Linked DNA regions of Sus scrofa: regions 1, 2 and 3 are each linked to region 4. The links are chromatin contacts, called in public Hi-C and HiChIP or PLAC-seq maps. All regions are on one chromosome and are shown on one strand. Each heading gives the region's core, a stretch centred on a gene start, on an enhancer-like site or on the middle of the called end of the contact. The rest is flanking DNA. Distances are from core to core; before and after follow the strand shown.

Region 1 (3,213 bases), core at 47-2,546, 480 kb after region 4:
ATAAATTATATGACATGAACCTTTGTAATAAACCTATATGGTAGGCATTACTGTTCTCAATTCAGAAAGGTTCACAGAAGGCTACTGGTAAACATCAGACTAAAACTCAAATCTGTTTCATAAGATTATAACGCTACAATTCCATAAATGACTTTCAATGGAGAAAATCATCAATTATAAATTTACTCAAACAACTTGAAATCTATCAAAATTTCATCTTAGAATGAAGCAAACCAGTTAAAACAGAGCTATGATTAAATATAAAATGCCTAAGCTTTCAGATAAAAAATAATAACATTATGAAGCTTTAGGTATTTGCAACATAGAAAAAGACATCCCAATAGATAATCTGTATAAAATTTAGCCTTCTAAGAAACAACATAAAATGGCTGGCTAAAATCTTTCAAAGACTTTTGTTCAAAGTGAGGAACATTAATCTTGCCAAATTTAGACTTTAAGAGAACAACTAAATTACTTCTTGCTTATACAATTGACATTTTTAAAAAGAACTACGCATTATCCCAATTACAAAGGTTTTTATAAAAAATGGGAGCTGATATGATTTTGTCTCACACATAGTTTTTCTTACTAATTAGAAACACAAGTTCACATTTTCTGCCCAGAATTACATAAGGGGGTATTTCAGTGAAAGGAAAATGAAAGAAAACACATTAAAATGGAAAAGAACAGGAGTAACAATAAACAAACAGAAACTGCATAAATTTCTCTTTTCACATCAGTAAGTAACATTGCCATTCTTGGATATCCCTAATATTAGAGGGGGAAAAAAAATCACATTTTCTACAATTAAAACAAAAATGTGTTATTTGTGGAATTTCCTGAGAGGAATTTCCTCTCTCCCTACTATCCTGATTCCCTAAAGAATAATAAGCATTCCTGTCTTCCTGCTTTAATTCCCACTATTTTCTCTATTTGTCTCTCCTCTCTTCTTTTAATGATCCCGTCCTATGTTAGAATAAGCATTCCTATCTTCCTGCTTTAATTCCCACTATTTCTCCATTTGTTCTCCTCTCTGCTTTTAATGATCTCATTCTATGTTCAAAAGCTTGTAGCAATGAAATGGATCAGTATTTTTCTAATACTGTTCATATGGCCATAAATATAATGATTAAATATTTGGAACAGGATAGGGAAAGAGTTTATAATACTCCAGCTTGTACTCCTCAATGAGTACAAGCCCATGGTCATTTTTCCTTCTCTGAACCTCTCATATAGCACTTAGTCATACACTGCTTTGTGACTTCTTTAACACTGTTAAACTGTAATTTTATTCTTCTGTCAATGAACTTCCATGTGTGCATATGTAGACACACCACCTAGACTTCAAATACATTTAAGGCTGGGCCTGTGTATTATGTATACCCAAGAGAAGCCAGCAGAATACCATACATATACCAAATGTCACATAATTTGGTGAATTAATAAATATTTTACTTTATCTGTTATATTTTATTACTTCCTTTTAAAAAAGCTCTTATGATTACATATTTCCTATGACTAAATTAAAATGAAATCCAAGCAGTTTTCTTTCTCAGTGATCAGATGACAACACATAACTATTTAAAACATTAACTTCCACTTACCAAACACCCAAACTATGGAGAGAGCATGATCCATCATATGCTCCTTTAGCTAAAATTTCCAAAGCAGTGTAACAGCACCCTTTTCACAATTAAGAGCCCTGATGTTATAGCACACTCTAGTGATCAACTATGAAACCACAAATCCACAATATTTTAAAAGTTCCACAGAAGACATATTTATCCAAAGAAATTAAATTTTTAAAAATAATGTAAAATTTTAAAATGTTAAAATATTAAAACCAACTGAACCATTCATATCTTAAAATACATACATCTATGGCATATAACCACTACATTAAAAACAAGTTACTGGAAAGAGAGCTACAATTCTGTTTCATTTATTCATCCTCTCGTTCACCAGATGCTCACTGAGCACCCACCACCTGCTAGGTAACATTCTAATCACTGAACATACAGCTGAATATACAGACATTCCATGGGGAGTACATTCCAGGTAGCCTAGTGAATGCCAGAAACTGCAGAGTACTGAACCCTATATATACTGTTTTTCCCCTATATATACATACATATCTATGATAAAGTTTAACTTATAAATTAAATTAGGCACAGTAAGAAAGTTACCACAATGATAAAACAGAATAGTTATAACAATATATTGTAATGAAAGTTAGGTGAATGTGGTCTTTCAAAACATCTTATACAAACTTAATGTCTTTTCCACCTTAACTAAGAACTAATCATGCATGCACTTTGGCTTTTGCACATACAAAAAAGTTTGATCTGATGTGCAATAGCAAAACTATTATGAATTTCTCCTTCATAATTTTATATATGAAGAGTCATTTATGCCAAACTCCTTAGCAACCTCAACAACATACAATTTTTTTTCTCACCTTATCAGATCGAGAACTCTCCATTTTCTCACTTAAAGGAAGCAATTTATGGCTCCTCTTTGGCACATCCGAATTGCCAACATCACTATCTCTGAAGGAAACATCCGAATAAGATGGAGATATCAAGAAGGCAGAGGGAGAGTCAAATCTGCCTTAGATGTGGACAGGCAATTCAACTCTTTAGTGTAGAGCTGATAACTAAACATAGAAGCTCATGAAATATCATAGAAACAATATAAGTGAGGGAGTTCCCATCATAGCTCAGCGGAAATGAATATGACTAGCATTCATGAAGACACACATTCAATCCCTGGCCTGGCTCAGTGGGTTAAGGATCCGGTGTTGCTGTGAGCTATGGTGTAGGTCAGAGACATGGCTCAGATCCTACACTGCTGGGGCATAGGCCAGCAGCTGCTGCTCCAATTAGACCCCTAATCTGGGAACTTTTACATGCTATGGGTGCGGCCCTAAAAAGCAAAAATGTAAGTGAAATGAAAGATGACCTACTAGTGAACTGCAAGTACGATGAGTCATATAAAAAGTCCATGGTGTTGGCAATATGGAGGTCACTGCTGAACTTAACCCAGACAGCTTCAGTTTAGTAATGGGACTAGAAGCCAGAATGGATTAAGAAGTGAGGGTGCTGACAGCTCTTTTGAGAAATCTGGCTGTGAAGGAAGCAGGGAATTGGTAATAATAGGACAACTGCTAGAAGAAAGTGTGGGGGCTAAGTGAGGGATTCAATACCCCACCCA
Region 2 (3,201 bases), core at 417-2,916, 300 kb after region 4:
TCTAAGAGGAGAAAGGAGACATTTTTTGCAGAAGAGTCAGTAGATTTTTGGAACGTAAATCTTGAGTGGATACAGAAATTCTCAGCTGAAGAATTATGTGTCCTCAACCTCTCACTAAAGAAGAGGGTAGGACCTTGTGCACATTAGAGGTTTGATGATGATTGAGAAAAGGGAGTTCCCTGGTGGCACAGTGGGTTAAGGATCTGACTTTGTCCTTGCAGTGGCTTGGGTCACTGCTGTGGCTTGGATTTGATCCCTGGCCTGGGAACTCCCACATGCCTCAAGAATGGCAAAAAAAAAAAAAAAAAAAAAAAAAAAAATGCCCAAGGAGAGTGGAAAAATTTTAGGAAAAGCTGCCTTGGAAATACATTTAAGAAACATCATACAGAGTTGTTAGCCCTGAGGGTTCCCTGGGGAGGGCTTTGAGAATTGGAGGAGGTTCAGTCAATGTGGATTGTGACTTCCTTCATCCAGCAGCCGTGGAATTTGTTAGACAGTTACCAGCAAAGGTCACAGAGCAAGGGACTTCAGATCATCAGTGAGAAAAACCCAGTTGGTAACAAAAATAGCCAGCATTTCACAATTAGTTGTTTAGTAACTGTCTCTCCCACTTAAGCAAGCCCCATGAGGGCAGGGGGTACAGTGTCCAGCTCAGTTAGAGCAGGCTCTCAATAAATAGTTGCCAAAGCATAGAAGAGAGAAAAGGAAGGACAAAGAAGTGAATTAGAAAATAGGAGAGGGCGGTGGGACTTTTAGAGCTTTTTTTTAGCATCAGTGTTAAAGTTATTTGGAAGAACATCCACTTTATCAAAGGATAAACACCCACCACACATTTAGAGCACAAAATAATGTTCTGTTGACTGTTTTCCAATCTCATTTACTTTAGAAGATGTTAAAAGCATGTCTATTGCACACTAGTTAGAGAAAAATCATACAGGGTAGTCAATAAAGTGTCCATAAATAAAGTGTCCATAAAGTTTTCATTCTCAAGAGGATGTGAAGTCTGTGTCTTTCAGCAACAGAAGATTAATCCAGAGGTCTTTTGGTTAAAATAATGAGGAAAATGGCACAATTTGCTCTAATTACCAAGATGTTCAAAAATAAATCTGTCTCACCAGATCTTTGAGAAATGTCTGACAGCTACTAAAGCAATCCCAAGTGCTGGAGAAAATGTATTTCTGCCTATCAAATATGTTCCTAGATAATTCTTTAAGAAAAATTGTATTACATATTCACGTGACGGGCCATTTGCATAAAGGGAGAGTCCAGTGAGTGATTTTTTTTAATGTTCTTTAGTCAAGTTTGTGACCACAAAATAGAAATTTTAAAATGATCAGAAATTATATAGGTATTCAAAGCCCTGTCCAGGCCAGAAGAAGTCCTGTTTAATAGGCAAGGGGTCTAGGAGTAACCACAGGAGCAAGGACATCATAGGGGTACTTCAGAGTTTTATTGGGCACCATCCATTTCCCAAGGTTCACATCTTCCAGAATTTTCTGGAGCCCAAATGCTATTTCTTTTGATTTATCCCCTAGTTCTAGAGTCTCCCTGGAAAGATCTCTGGAATATGCAACTCTAATGGGTAGCTTTGAACCATCTGGTCCACAATTTGACACTAACAGATTCAAGAGAAATCATGTAAACACACAATGGTGACTTAAAAAAACACCAACAGGCTCAATCCTAGTCCACTTCCTAGATTAAGGAATGGAGGCACAACCTTTGCCTTGCTCATCATCTTGGCTCTCCCACTACAGGACACCTTCATCTAATCTGGCCAGAATTAAAGACTTAGATACTCTGCCCATCACTCTGGTCATGGTGGAACTTAGGCTACGGTAACAAAAGGCTGACCGCCTAAGAGCCTCCTTTGTTGTTTAAGTCATGTCCCTGCTCACATAACAGAGTTCACCTAACAACACCCTGCCTCTGAGCTCCCCTTCCTCAACTCTCTCCATGGGACTTCAGTATTCATTCTGATGCCTTTCTGGGATCCTAGCTCCCCTGAAAGGCTTGCCGTCCTGCCTTGATGTTTCCAAGAGTAGATCCTGGGGTAGCAGAAATCTGAGCCTAAACATCTGCCATGTGTCCACATTGCGCACTGCCTACCTGCACTTTGCACAGTGTCTGGCACAAAACAAATATTTGTTGAATTGAAGCATGACTTTCTCTGGTTCCCTGGCACCAACACCAGCTATTTGCCTGAAGAGTGTCTGAGGTCTGCATCTTCCCACCCACCCTCCATGCTGTTCTTTGCTCGCCCAGCCACAGCTCCAGTGTGGAGAGTTTGGTGTCAGAGTTTTTTTGGTTGTTTTTTATTTTTTGTCTTTTTAGGATTGCACCCGCAGCATATGGAGTTTCCCAGATTAGGGGTCGAAATGGAGCTACAGCTGCCAGCCTACACCACAGCCACAGCAACAGGGGATCCGAGCCTTGTCTGTGACCTACACCATAGCCCATGGCAACACCGGATCCTTAACCCATTGAGCAAGGCCAGGGATCGAACCCATGTCCTCATGGATACTAGTTGAATTCAGTACTGCTGAGCCATGATGGGAACCCCTAGTGTCAGGTTTTAATCACCTGGCTGTCACATCCTACTTTAAGTGACAGGCAGACTTGGCCAATAATTTCCCAAATATGACAAGGACAATCTATTCTGGGTCCAGTGCCTCCTATAGATACCTTACCATTCACAAAGCACATATTTTGAACTTGAGTTCCTAAGTCAACTAAAATTGTATGTGATGCTCCTTAAACAGTTAAGTCCTGCCTAGGTACTTTGCCATACTATACATGGAATTTCCTTTCTCTAGTGTGGTATGTGGTCCCACAAATAGTGCACACAACAGCCTATAACTTAGATTTTGGTATTGACCTACATTCTTCCCTCTTCTAAAATTATCTAGTTAAAATGTACTGGGCTGTTCCAGGACATTCTGAAACTTTATCAAGTAGAAACAAATCTTTATTTCTTGGCAAGAGAAATTTGTAGTCAACCTTGAGGAAAGGATGCTTAGAGAGACTAAAAATGACTTATCCTTGTGTCAAGTAAAAATTTAGGGAAACTTGCGTGAGAATGATAGCTGCCCACCCATAGAATGAAGTATGTATAAAAATGTTTTTATTATTTCACAATGTAAGAACTCTATGATGTAATTGTTATCAGATAAATATATATGCATAGGACTTAAGTTTAAG
Region 3 (3,104 bases), core at 292-2,791, 320 kb after region 4:
AATTTTTTGCAGCAATAATTGGAAAAAGCAAAAATGTTTTTTGAACATGGAATTCACATTCTACTAAATCTAAATAGCTCCTTTATCCTGTTGAAACAGATGAGGCACAAGGTAAATAAGTAAAATATTTATACTGTTAGATAGTGATCCAGCCAGGACTGGGAATGTTGCAGGAAACTTTAAGTAGTGTTATCAGGGCGGCTTCACTACAAAAGCAACATCTGAGTCAAGACCCAGAGGAGGTAAGGGGTGGCCATTCAGATGTCTGGGGCAAGCATTTTAGGAATAAGAAGGTTCATCATGTGCAAAGGCCCTGGGGCAAGTGTAATCTTGCATGTTCTAGGAACTCCAAAGATGCCAATGCAGCTGGAGTAGGGTAAAAAAGGAGGAGAGGTGACAGGAGACATTACATGGGACCTGTAGGACACTGGCGAACATCAGTTTTTACTCAGAGTGAAATAGGAAGTTATTGAAGAGTTTCATGCAGACGGGTGACATAATCTATCACTTGAGCTGATGAAGGGGGTGAAGGGAAGATTCAAGGAAACTGGGTGAAAAAGCTATGACAGTAATTAGGGCAAGAGATGAAAGAGAGAAGACCAGACCAGGATGGAAGCAGAGGAGGGGTGGAAAGTGTTCTTACTCCAAGTACACTGTGGAGATAAATCTAATAGGAATGAAGTGTGACTCCAAGGTTTTTGACCTGAGAAGCTGGAAGATAGAACTGCCATTGCCTAAGATGAAGAAGGCTGAAAGCAGACATGGAGGGGAAAGCCAAGATTTCGGCTTTGGACATGTTGTATTTGAAATTAGATGTCCGTGTGGAGTTCTAGAGAAGGATGTTGGATAGACAAAGCTGGCTTCAGGAAGAGATATGAGAGAGAGAGAGAGAGAGAGAGAGAAATGGAATGCTAGAGAGAGATTTATTTAGATATATATACACACATATATAATACATATATATGTATAAACAGATGCATACATACATATATGCATACATATGAACCATCAAGGTAGAAATGCTTTTTAAAAACATGAAGTTTCCAAAGTGAGTAGAGGTGAAAAAAGGGAAGAAATCTAAGATTTGGTTTCTAGGATGTGCCAGCATTGAGAGGTCAGAGAGATGAGACGAAAGGAGCAAACAAAAAAACTGAGAAGTAGCAACCATAGAAGTAGGCAGAAAATCAAGGGAACACCATGTCCCAGAAGCCAAAGGAAGAACATATTTCAGGGAAGAGAGAGTGATCAAAACTGCTGACCGGACAAGTAAGATGACCGCAGGATTTGGCAACATGAATGTTCTTAGTGATCTAGATAAAGTGGTTCTCTGGAAGCTTGAGAAGATATGGGGGACAGTAAGTATCAGTAAACCTTTAGAATTTTCTTGTGGCATAGCAGGTTAGGGGTCCAGCATTGTCGCTTGTCACTGCAGCAGCTCTGGTTGCTGCTGTGGAGCAAGTTCAATCCTTGACCCAGGAAATTCCACATGCCTCTGGGGAAAAAAAAAAGGATGACATAGAGGGTGGCTGAAGGGGGAACTGAGGTCAAGAAAGAATTTTTTTTAAGTTATGAAATATAACTTCCTCTTTGAAGGTTAACAGAAAGATCCAGTAGGGAGGGGGAAATTAACTTGAAGCAGGAATGAAAAAGGAAATTGCTGGAGCAGTGTCCTCGAATATGCAAAAGGGGATGGGATTGGAGGCAGAATGAGAGAAGCTGGGCTTGGCTGGGAGTATAGAGAATTCAGCAGAGACAAAAGGAGCAAAGCCTACTTAAGAGGGTAAAGAGGCAGGGAGTGAGGAGATGCAGTGATGGGAACTTATGGAAGTCTTCAGACTGTGGTTTTCTCAGGACCATCTACCTGAGAATTAAGACTGTACTTTCAGGGATCATTTCCATCTATTTGAGAATGAGGATGGCAGTGATGAAAAGAGGAAAAAGTCACATGTATGTATGACTAAGGAAAGACCAAAGCTAGAAAGAAACATCATTTCAATCCTGATGCTTAAAATAATCTCCTTTAATGAACTCAATCGGGAGGGTGTTTGTTTGTTTGTGTTAAAACTTACATTTCCAGAATTCCTTTCATGACTCAGCGGAAATGAATCTGACTAGCATCCATGAGGATGCAAGTTTGATCCCTGGCCTTGCTCAGTGAGTTAAGGATCCGGCATTGCATCAAGCTGTGGTGTAGGTCACAGACACAGCTCGGATCTGGCGTGGCTGTGGCTGTGGCATAGGCCAGCAGCTATAGCTCCGATTCGACCCCTAGCCTGGGAACGTCCATGTGACACGGGTGCAGCCCTAAAAAGACAAAAACAAACAAAAAACCTTATATTTCCTTTTTTGTAGGTTTAATTACACTACTTGCTTCCAAGGTGACACATTACATACATGGTGATATAGTGATATACAGAGAGAATAACATATATATATATATAAACTTAATATATGTATATATAAAATGATATTAATTTGTTTCAACATAGAAACTATATATAAAAAAACTGAAGACAGGAGTTCCCATTATGGTTCAGCAGGTTAGAAACCCAACCAGTGTTCATGAGGATGCGAGTTTGATCCCTGATCATTCAGTGGGTTAAGGATTTGGTGTTGCCACAAGCTGCAGCATAGGCCACAGATGTGGCTGAGATACAGCATTGCTATGGCTGTGGTGTAGGGCATTAGCTGCAGCTCTGATTCAACACCTAGCCTGGGAACTTCCACATGCAGGTGCAGCCACAAAAAGAAAAAAAAAAAATTTAAGAAAATATAATTAAAGAATATAATGGAAATATTATAAACCTTGAAAATGAAAAAACAATATAATAAATAGGCTCTGGGGCAAGGAAATGAGGTGGAAGTGTGCTAAAACCCTCATCTGTGTGCAGTTAATAGGTGCTGTGTAGAATTTTTATATCAATATGCAGTCCTAATGACAAGTATCAGAAAAAACTATGGATAATAATACAACACATTTGGGAAACAGAAGGAAAGGTTAAGTGGGCTAGAGTTCTTTTAATTTCCCATCACTTCTCACTGGGCTAATTGTGTCTAAAGGCAATTAAGAAAGTAAAGTGTAATTTAACATTACAACAGCCAAG
Region 4 (3,440 bases), core at 401-2,900:
CCATTGACTCGACTCTGCTGCAGGCTGCTCTTTTCCCAAAGACTAAATCATCAAATGACTCAAAAGAAGGAAAAAAAAAAAAAAAAAGGAGAGAGAGATTTACATCATTTCACTCTCCCGCGGATCTGAATCTACTCTAGACAGGACTCAAGCAAGGAAAGCCAAGAGTTAAAATATAAGGAGAAGGAAGAGAAGGCAGAGCTGAGGAGGAAGCAGAAGAGTTGGGGCACTGAAGCAGCAAGTAAACTAGAACACACAACGCAGCTCACGCATCTTCGTTTACCCATTAAAAAAAACTCAAATGCAAAATAAGCCAAAGCTCCTGCACGAGACGGGGCAGCAAACGTGCGCCCCCCACGCCTAGCGCCTCACGCCCGCGCCTGGTCCGCCGCGGGCCCCCGGCCTCTCTCGGGTAGCTTTACCTTGAGCGTGAGTGGTGTGATCTTCTCCTTGTTCACCCCTTCGGGTAAGAAGTCCAACAGGCAGTCCAGCACGACGTCCTTCACAGTCTGAAACTCCTCTTCCCCACGCAGGTCGGCGCAGAAGATTAGGTCCAGGTCCTTGTAGCCCAAGCCGCTGTCCTGGTGCAGGACGTGGCTGGCGGCCGAGCCGTTGAGGCGCACGTCGCGGACGCCAATGCGCTTCTCGGTCAGACGCCGCCGCACCACCTTCACGATCAGGCTGGGCTGCAACTCGAGCGTGGGGAAGTTGCCGCGCCCGTGGATCGGGATGGTCTCGCTCAGGATGCCGTCCAGCCGCTGCACTTGCTCCCAGTTCAGCACGTTGCAGTGCGCCGTGGGGCTTTCGCAATAGTCCAAGCAGTGCCCGCCGCCGAAGCCGCCGCCACCGCCGCCGAAGTCGCCGCCGCTGAAGTCGCCGCCAAGGGGGATGTAGGGACCGCCAGCCAGCTCGTCCTCGGCCATGGCGAAGTACCCTTCGCCTTCCGCCATGAAATGCCCGCCGAATGCCACTTGGCCCTGGTCAGTCCTAAAAGAAAACGGGGGTGGGGGGAGCGCGGTGAGGACGCGCGGCGGCGGGGCTGAGCCGGGCCCCCGGAGGAAGGAGCGGCCCCCTCCTCGTTTCGCCTCCCGCCTCGGGAGCTCCCGGAGACGCGCCCGCCCCAGGCCCCCCAGCCCCCAGCCGCGCGCGCCGCGCCCCGCAGAACAGCCCCGCACCAAAAGTATCTCTGATGCATCTGGAAAGCGCAAGCGGGAGTCCCGTCTGTGTCACCTGGAGGCGGCCGCCCCTTCTAGGAGCGCGGCGATGGAGGAACTGCGAGGCGGCAACACTTCCAGGAGCCGCGAAGACGCTCCCGGCAGTGGCGAGCGACTTAGTCCTTTCCAGACCCCTGCCGCCTGCGCCGGCCACTCCCGCCCCTCGACCCCGCCCGCGCCTCAGCCGCGGTGGTCCCAGAGGTGGCGGCTCCTGCTGTCGCTGCCGCCGCCGCACACGCTCCTGTCTCTGGAGCTTTAGCAGTTGTGCGGGCGAAAGGTCTCCAGTACTTTTTTTATACCGTGGCCGCTTGGCGCTTCCGGGGCCCGGCGCCGCATGCTCGCCACACCCTCCTCATCTGCATAGGGAGCCGCCCCCGCCCGCCCAGCGCCCGCGGCGGGAGCCCAGCAGAGCCGCGCTCCTTGAGGACCGGTCCCCAGGGCGCGAAGCTGGAGGCGGTGCGTGAGTTCACTTTAGTTCCTGTAGGTAGATTTGATGTAGGGACGCCCACCCACCCACGCCTCTCTTCCTTTTCCCCAAGGAGGAGACACTTCAGATACTTCAAGAGTCCTCACTGGCCCTCAAAACCGGATCAAGGCGAAAATCGCGTAACTGCTGAAACTTCTCAAAATTCTCGCCGGATGCGGCTCGTCATCAAAGCTTAGTGACGGGGGCTCCAGAGGGTCTTCTTGACCTCCCTTTTAAACAGTGTGTGGGGTAGCACTAGAGCGGTTATGGCATTAATAAACTCGGCCTCAGTGTGAACTAAGGGGTCCACTTCCCCGTGCCAATCAGTGTCTGCGCGCAACGGGCAGGGCAGGCTCCCCGAGTTTCGTTTCTTCAAACCTCAGGCGGCGCGCCGGGCTGGGGTGAGCCAGAGGAGCGCGGGGGCGGAGCCGAGCGTGCGTCCAAGCCCAGCGCACCCGAGGCTCGCGGCGGCCGGGAGCGCGGCTCGGGCCAACGCGCGTCCCCGAGCGGACGGCCGGGCGGGCACGCTGGCCTGGAAACGCGGGGCGCAAGGGGTGGGCGGCCGCTAGGTCGCGGGGCCGGAAGCTCGGCTGAGCGTTCTTCCATCCAGAAGCTGAGGAGGTGAAGCGCGTTCCTCGCCGGCAACTAAGGTTTGCGTTGTTCAAGTGAATGCACATGTCAGGGTGAAGTGAGCGAGTTTTCCACGACCCGCGAAAGCACGAGTTTAAAGTCTGCGACCGTCCCTCCTCCACACCCACAACTCCCGGCGCCTCCGCGGCTTGAAAGGAGTGTGGCCTTACCTCCGCGGGCACTAGCGCTCGAGGCCCGCGTTTGCTAGAAAGCGCCCCCTTTCTTCCTGCCGTCAATTCTGGCCGCTCGCTACCCTTTTCCAAACTGAGAGCCACTTTCCTTCGTCTTGAGGCCACGGCGGGGACAGAGGCGGGCTGGATACTCCCGCCCATGGCCCCGCTCGACCCCAGCCGCCCGGCCTGCAAGGAAGCATAGCCCTCCCTCTCCGGGCTGGGGAGCCCGGGCCTCGTCACTAGGGCCCCGCTCCCAGCAGGAGGCGGGGAGGCGCGGGTCGGGGAGGGGGAGAACAGTCACCCGCGGAGCAGCCAGCTGCGGGGCAACGCCGCCCCCTGCTGGTGCCCTGCGGAGCTGCGCGCCTAAGCGTAGGCACCCGCTGGACCTCAGAGGGAGGCCATCATCCCTAAGCACTTGTCCCTGGGCGGGGGACTGAGAAAGGTTCGCTAGGACGACCATATAGTTTTCGTGAGCCCATCGCTTATTCCGAAGCACACTCCTGCATCCAGTCTTCCAAGCGTGAGTGCATCCATTCTACCTAGGCATTAAGAAAAATCATAGATAGGAGTTCCCATTGTGGCCCAGTGGGTTAAGGACATACCGTGGTCTCTTTTAGGATGTGGGTTCTATTCCTGTCCTTGCTCAGTGGGTTAAGGTGTTGCCAGGTGGCTGTGGCATAGGCCGCAGCTGCAACTCCAGATTTCACGGCTGACAGGGGGACTTCCATTTGCCACAGGTGTGGCAGTGAGAAGAAAACTTACGTGTTTATGTATGTATATATATTAACCACCTATCATGTGCCAGGCACCAAGCTAAGTGCTGAGGGTTTAAGAATTACTGCGTTTCACAGTCTAGTGGGCATCGCAGGCAAATATGTACTTATGGTGCATCTGTACCTTGTAACCAGCAAGGTACGAGTAAGCAACAGTGGGCTTACTGGGATCAAGGGAACTGGA

Evidence for each region. Hi-C and Micro-C count contacts between places; a contact is called where the count stands out from the background. HiChIP or PLAC-seq counts read pairs in DNA pulled down with a chosen protein or histone mark.
Region 1: an H3K27ac HiChIP or PLAC-seq map of alveolar macrophages shows a contact between it and region 4. The contact joins the enhancer-like site here to the promoter of FAM46A in region 4. A contact is called at or near these places in 2 of 5 promoter capture datasets (fetal liver and liver), 8 of 47 Hi-C or Micro-C datasets (embryonic fibroblasts, fibroblasts, heart right ventricle and 4 more) and 2 of 2 datasets of contacts at active chromatin or transcription factors (alveolar macrophages and skeletal muscle).
Region 2: a Hi-C map of mesenteric adipose tissue shows a contact between it and region 4, with 1.8 times the contacts expected there. The contact joins the enhancer-like site here to the promoter of FAM46A in region 4. A contact is called at or near these places in 1 of 5 promoter capture datasets (fetal liver), 4 of 47 Hi-C or Micro-C datasets (fibroblasts, heart right ventricle, mesenteric adipose tissue and 1 more) and 2 of 2 datasets of contacts at active chromatin or transcription factors (alveolar macrophages and skeletal muscle).
Region 3: a contact with region 4 is called in an H3K27ac HiChIP or PLAC-seq map of alveolar macrophages. The contact joins the enhancer-like site here to the promoter of FAM46A in region 4. A contact is called at or near these places in 1 of 5 promoter capture datasets (fetal skeletal muscle), 15 of 47 Hi-C or Micro-C datasets (alveolar macrophages, embryonic fibroblasts, epiblast stem cells and 10 more) and 2 of 2 datasets of contacts at active chromatin or transcription factors (alveolar macrophages and skeletal muscle).

The regions. Positions count from the first base shown.
Region 1 is chr1:84,060,689-84,063,901 of Sscrofa11.1, reverse strand. The region is part of intron 26 of IBTK (inhibitor of Bruton tyrosine kinase); the gene reads right to left. Among named protein-coding and RNA genes, the nearest start is that of IBTK, 89 kb to the right of the region's middle. Within about 2 kb of position 1,296, at least 6 of the 83 cell types and tissues checked have an H3K27ac peak or open chromatin away from gene starts, as enhancers often do. A contact at or near this core is called in alveolar macrophages, mesenteric adipose tissue, retroperitoneal adipose tissue and 1 more, where this site is marked.
Region 2 is chr1:84,240,261-84,243,461 of Sscrofa11.1, reverse strand. No RefSeq gene overlaps it. Among named protein-coding and RNA genes, the nearest start is that of RPL18, 140 kb to the left of the region's middle. Within about 2 kb of position 1,666, at least 2 of the 83 cell types and tissues checked have an H3K27ac peak or open chromatin away from gene starts, as enhancers often do. A contact at or near this core is called in mesenteric adipose tissue, where this site is marked.
Region 3 is chr1:84,219,143-84,222,246 of Sscrofa11.1, reverse strand. No RefSeq gene overlaps it. Among named protein-coding and RNA genes, the nearest start is that of RPL18, 160 kb to the left of the region's middle. Within about 2 kb of position 1,541, at least 7 of the 83 cell types and tissues checked have an H3K27ac peak or open chromatin away from gene starts, as enhancers often do. A contact at or near this core is called in alveolar macrophages, liver, omental adipose tissue and 2 more, where this site is marked.
Region 4 is chr1:84,543,243-84,546,682 of Sscrofa11.1, reverse strand. FAM46A (protein FAM46A) reads right to left here and starts at 1,650. Exons shown (of 3, transcript XM_013992805.2): 1 at 1,231-1,650; 2 at 423-987. The coding sequence starts at 950.